Linked DNA regions of Mus musculus: region 1 is linked to region 2. Evidence: chromatin contacts called from public HiChIP or PLAC-seq data. All regions are on one chromosome and are shown on one strand. Each heading gives the region's core, a stretch centred on a gene start, on an enhancer-like site or on the middle of the called end of the contact. The rest is flanking DNA. Distances are from core to core; before and after follow the strand shown.

Region 1 (2,700 bases), core at 120-2,619, 130 kb after region 2:
AGCATGCTGAGCTCCAGTGTGTCACTCTATAGCACCAGGGTAACTAGACCCTTTCACAAGAACCTGCCACCTGCTGCCTCTCTGCCTGTGGATACTGCAGCCAGCTTTTGTTTTGTTAAACCCGGCATTCATTTCTTCTTCCCAGAGAAAACCCTGTGCTTCCAAGGAGGTCCCTCAGACTCGGGAGGGCCCTGTGTCCTTCTGTTCCGCTGTGTTGGGAACTAAAATCGGGTGAGACGTGGTCCTTGTCATGAAGGTTCTCCTGATGGGATGTGGCTCTCGAGTTGGATGGAAAGGGATGTGTAGGAGCTGACTAGGGGAGGAGAAGGGCTCTTCAAAGAGCTGCCACTCAGAGATGAGCATCATCAGAAGGTATGGCTTCTCGATTGAAGGGGAGAAGCTCAGTTGGACCACACACAGCCTGGGGCTGGAACAGAGTGTCAGGAGGACGGTGCAGCGGGCTGAATGGGTGGTCTCCTCTCCACATTCACACCCTGGAATTCTAAGCCCCACCGTGAAGCTATCAAGAGGTGGGTCTAAGGGGTGATTTGATTGGAGCATGGGGCTCTCAGGAATGAGTTTAGCACCTTCCTAAAAGTGGCCTAAGGGAACCCAACAGTCCCTCCCGTCCTGTGAAGACACAGCAAAAATGTCAGGCATGAACCAGACATTGAATCTGCTGCCTCCCGTGTCTTGGTCACCTGGGCCTCCGGAGCCGCGAGGAGTCGTGTCTGTTTTTCCTGAGGCGTGGAATGTAATGGTGTTTGCTATAATATGCTAAGTGGATGAAGACAGCCAAGGAGGGAGCACAGTCAGGGCTGTGTGGGAAGGCCTTCTACTAAGCCAGCCCAGGCTGCCTCTCCCCATGTCACTGGCCAGGTCCTTCCTGCGGTGTGCCAAGTTCAAGAGCTGACTACTTCCCCCAGGGAAGCATTCGGGGGCTCTTAGCAACGCGTCCCAACCACAGACCTCTTCTCCACTCCTTTACTTCCTTTATTAAGTACTTCCTGCTTCCCCTGAGACCAGCGTTGGTTTCCTAAGCTGGAAGAGGGGAGGAGTGATTTATTACCCTTCTCTCCTGCTCCTCCTGCCAATCAACAGCCAAGTTCTGCCTACTCTCTGTTGCCTCTGCCCTATCAGATAACTCATGTTATGGATCCAATGCCAAATGCCTCTCTCAGGCTCCTGTGCTCTCACATATGAACACGCCCACCCCCACCCCACCCCCCATCCCCAGCTCAGGGAGCTGATTTGGGAGGCTTTGAAATCTTTAGGAGGTAGAATTTCACTGGAGGAAGTGGGTCACTGGTGGAGGGTGGGGACGGGACTTTGGGGTTTATAGTCCAGCCTCACTTCCTGTCTTGTCTGTCTTGTCTCTGCTTCCTGATCTGTCCAGATGTGAGCAAGCAGCCCCGTGCTCACCCTCGCCCCCTTCCCTGCCCTGCCCTTTAAAGCTGAGAGCTGGTTAAACTTTCAAGTCGCTGCTTGTCAGGTACTTGGCTGTGTGCATCCTAGTAACATCGGCATATGGGAGACTGGGTCCCGCTTCAGCCGTTCTGCCTCCCTTTCCCGGGAATGGAGTTTTAGCGGGACAAGGACTGTTAAAGAAAAGCTCCCACCCTGCCTCCCTTGCAGCTAGAATGAAGCCCTTAGACTCACGGGCCACAAACACTCTTCTGTCTTACAAAAGCCACTATGTGTCACAGGACCATTTAACATGCACCCCAAGAAACACAAGTTCCTGAGTTAGAGAAATGGCTCAGACAACAAAGCACATGGATCCAATCCCTCGGAACCCACGCTTTAAAAGTCTAGATGCAGTAGAACATATCTATAACCCCAGTATTTGGGAGGAGATGCCCAGAAGATCCCTAGAGCTAGCCAATCAGCAAGCTCCAGGCTCCCGAGAGTCTGCTCCAAACAAGATGGACCACCAGCAGCCGAAGAGTGACAGCCAAGGTCCCCACGGCCAACATGTACCTCCACCCTCACACACACACTTATGCATATATACCACCCCTATAAGCACATGGACATGAGCAGGGACCATGGGGTATAATCTTGTAGATGGAAAAATAGGAGGCAGGGGCTGGGAGCCAGAATCTGATGGAAGCGTCACCCTACCCTATGCATAAGCATATGGAGAGCCTCAACAAAGACTGGGAATGCATCAGAAGAGCCCATGGAACGTTCTATTCTTAGCTAACACTGTAACTGCAGATGCCTTCGATCCTGGCACTTCCATGCAATCGCCCCACAGCCCATGCCAATGGAATTTTACATTTATCTTCTTATCTTACTGTAAATATAATCCGATTTCCAAGGCAAATGTGCTATATGCCCTCCTACACATGTCTTATTTTAGACCTCACATCCTGTCTTTCCATCAAGATAGAGAAGCTGCTCTAGATACCAGGATGAGGCCCCTCAACATGCCCCCCAACGTTCAACTGCTTCCAAGCGGTAGAAAATTCAGGATGGGATCTGAGGTGCTTTGCATGACTAGAAGGCACCCAGGACATTCCTCGATGGCCAGGAGTTTACACAGTGATTTCTACATCTGTCACGGACCCCTTCTTCCCACAAAGGGAGGAGATGAGATACGTATCCAGATGGGAGGTGAAGATGCTAGGGAAAGTGACCTGCGGGTGTATGACAGGGGTCCCCGGGGTAGCTTCTAAGCAGAGAGGTTCAGCGAGT
Region 2 (2,700 bases), core at 32-2,531:
TTATTTTACAGATGAACTAAATAAAATATGGCCATGCCTAAGGAGGCCCTACCCAGATGATGAAAGAAGCTCTATAATGCAAATATTACTAAAGATGACAGCTGGGTCAGTCACCTCAGGTGCCCTCCTTTCTCCTTAAGTTCATTTTTTTTTTCCAGCTCCAGGGCGCAGCTCAGATGTATGAGTGGTGTAATCGAACAGTGCAAGGGCGGGAAGGGGCGGGGCGGAATGCCAAGGCCTCAATCCTAACCCCTCCCACTCGCCAGGGAGGCGGCACCTACTGAACCTCTCCTTGGAACACCGGAATACCAAGGGTTTGTTTTTCTGGAGGTCCCGAAACCGGAAACCAGACACCTCACTTACCTCATCCAAAACCAAAAGCTCTCTCTCCTCCACCAAGGATGTGGAAGGACTTGAAGAGAACTGAGGACCGAGGGCAGAGTAGCTGAACGGAAGCTAATGGTGGACAACGTGCATAAGCCAAGCCTGTCTGCCCACCCCACCTATACCCTCCCTCCCCACAAACCAGGACCCTGGCTTCGAGAGGTAGAGAAACCCAACGTCATTCATGTGGGCAGGAAGCGGAAGCAGCCTTTACCTCTGGTGGCGACAGACAAGGGAGAAGCGTGCAGATTTCATCTGCCTCCTCAGTGGTCAAGCCCCACAGGCTGGAGAGGTGACTCTCTGCCAATGAAGGTCCAGGAGAGAAGAAGGAAGAAGAGGCCAGATGCAAGGTCTCGGTCAATCCTTAGTGAAGAGAGTCTGGCTTCCCTTAGGGAAAATGGGACCTTAGCCTGGTGCACAAATCTACAAAGGGGACATAAGTCTGTCACAGTTGGTAGACATTAAACGAACTGCCACATCTCCGTTCATTCATTTACCTACCCACTCGCTCCTTCACTCACTCCAAGCCCGGAGCTGGGAGAAGCAATATAAATAGGACCTTTAGCCTAGAAACAAAAGGCACGTTCTTGGGGAATTCGTGTATGCGGCAGAGTAAATGACTCACCCGAGGTCAGAGAGGGAGGCAGCAGCAGCCTGGAAGTGCTAGCGTAGCCCAGCTGATAGTAGGGTTGCTCTGCCACCCCGGTTCTGGTTCTCTAGAGGTAGGAAATGGTGGCATTTGGTTCAACCCGACAGTCCTGAGCTAAGCCGGCATGCTGGAGTCTGCGAGTATGGCACCACTGCAGGTCTCCCTGGAGTGAGGGATCAGCCTCTGGCCTTTTGGCAGAGGTCAGCAGCTCTGTAGATGCCCCATAGAAACAATGAGCCCCAGGTTGTTGATATACTTCCTGCCCAGCCTTGGGCTCCATGCCCAGCGCTGACGATAACTCTCTCCAAATCCATCAACAGGTAAAGTCCTGATGCCAGGAAGCTGTACACCGAGATCTTCATGATAATCTGTCTCATAATGGGTGAAGCCTTCAGTTTAAAGACATTGGTCTGGTTACCTAAGAATAGGATAAGGGAGGGGGATATCAAAGACCATCCTCCCCCTTAGCTCACAGACCCACTGCTTGAGCTGCCCTCCCCCATCTGGCTGGCAGGATCCTGGACAGGAAGCTGCCGGGGGAGGAACACAGAGTATCAAGGGGATTGGGACATGCCAGAGCTTGGCAGACACTTATTTTCCTTTCCTGGAAGCTAAGGATAAGATGCATCCAATGATTTCAGCAGGCATGGAAGCCAGGGCACCTACTGCAGTAATGCTAGCCAGCCTCCTTAAGTAGCCATGGTAAGAATATATCATCCAACAGTGGATTTAAATAGAAATGATGATTGTGTCATTTTCAGTTGAGTTGTTGCTCCTGGGAAGACAAGAGTCCAGCCATGAGCATGCCAGGAATAGAGCTATATTCCAAGACAAGACATTCTTCAGGCGAATCCCACCTCAGCAGAGGTGAGTGTAGACGCCATGGGATTGATGGGCTGCCACAGAACTTAAGGGACTCGGGGGCTCAGCTCTTGCCAAGAAGCACTGAATGTCAACGTGTTGCAGAGATGCTCACACACCCGAGTTGACTGCAGAGTCCTTCACAACAGCTGAGTTGCAGGAACAACACAGATGTCAAGTGACAGAGCAACGGCCAAGAAGAACGAAGGACATCTACACAATGAAATTCTTGTGCAGCCACGAAGAATGGAGATATGTCATTTGCAGGAAAATGGCTACAACTGGAGAGAATATTTTAAGCGGATTAAGTCGGTCTCAGCAAGACAATTGCACATGGTCTCATTTGTAGATCTTAGACATTATATACACATAAAATCAGATATATATATAGATAGATAAATAGTTAGATAGATAGATAGATAGATAGATAGATAGATAGATAGATGGATGTCATGAAAATAGAAGCTGGTCTGTCTAGGAAGTAAGGGGGACTCATGGGAAGGGTAATGAATGGAGTGTATGCTCAAAAGGCTACTTACATGAAAGAGGCCCTATGCAATCTGTATAATACAGTCAAGACCAACTATGACAAGCTACAAGCTAGTGGGTATAGCCTGTCCATCTTCTCCAAGCCCCACAGAACTGGGAAGCAGATAGAGTCTGCATGAGGTACATAAAGATGCATGCAAGGACAGAGGAGGAGAGAAACAAAAACTAAAAAGGAGTATTTCTTTTCCTTAAACACACCCACTGGGCAGTTGCTTCTGCCTAGACCAGTGGTTCTCAACCTGTGGGCTGTGACCCCT

Evidence for each region. HiChIP or PLAC-seq counts read pairs in DNA pulled down with a chosen protein or histone mark.
Region 1: a contact with region 2 is called in an H3K27ac HiChIP or PLAC-seq map of regulatory T cells, with 4 times the contacts expected there. The contact joins the enhancer-like site here to the promoter of 4732490B19Rik in region 2. A contact is called at or near these places in 3 of 39 promoter capture datasets (3T3-L1-derived adipocytes, liver and stem cell-derived epiblast-like cells), 1 of 484 Hi-C or Micro-C datasets (cerebral cortex) and 1 of 115 datasets of contacts at active chromatin or transcription factors (regulatory T cells).

Annotation. Positions count from the first base shown.
Region 1 is chr11:113,333,697-113,336,396 of GRCm38.p6, forward strand. The region is part of intron 6 of Slc39a11 (solute carrier family 39 (metal ion transporter), member 11); the gene reads right to left. Among named protein-coding and RNA genes, the nearest start is that of Gm51926, 5.7 kb to the right of the region's middle. Within about 2 kb of position 1,370, at least 42 of the 459 cell types and tissues checked have an H3K27ac peak or open chromatin away from gene starts, as enhancers often do. A contact at or near this core is called in cerebral cortex and regulatory T cells, where this site is marked.
Region 2 is chr11:113,208,388-113,211,087 of GRCm38.p6, forward strand. 4732490B19Rik (RIKEN cDNA 4732490B19 gene) reads right to left here and starts at 1,282. Exons shown (of 4, transcript NR_040276.1): 1 at 1,010-1,282; 2 at 599-807.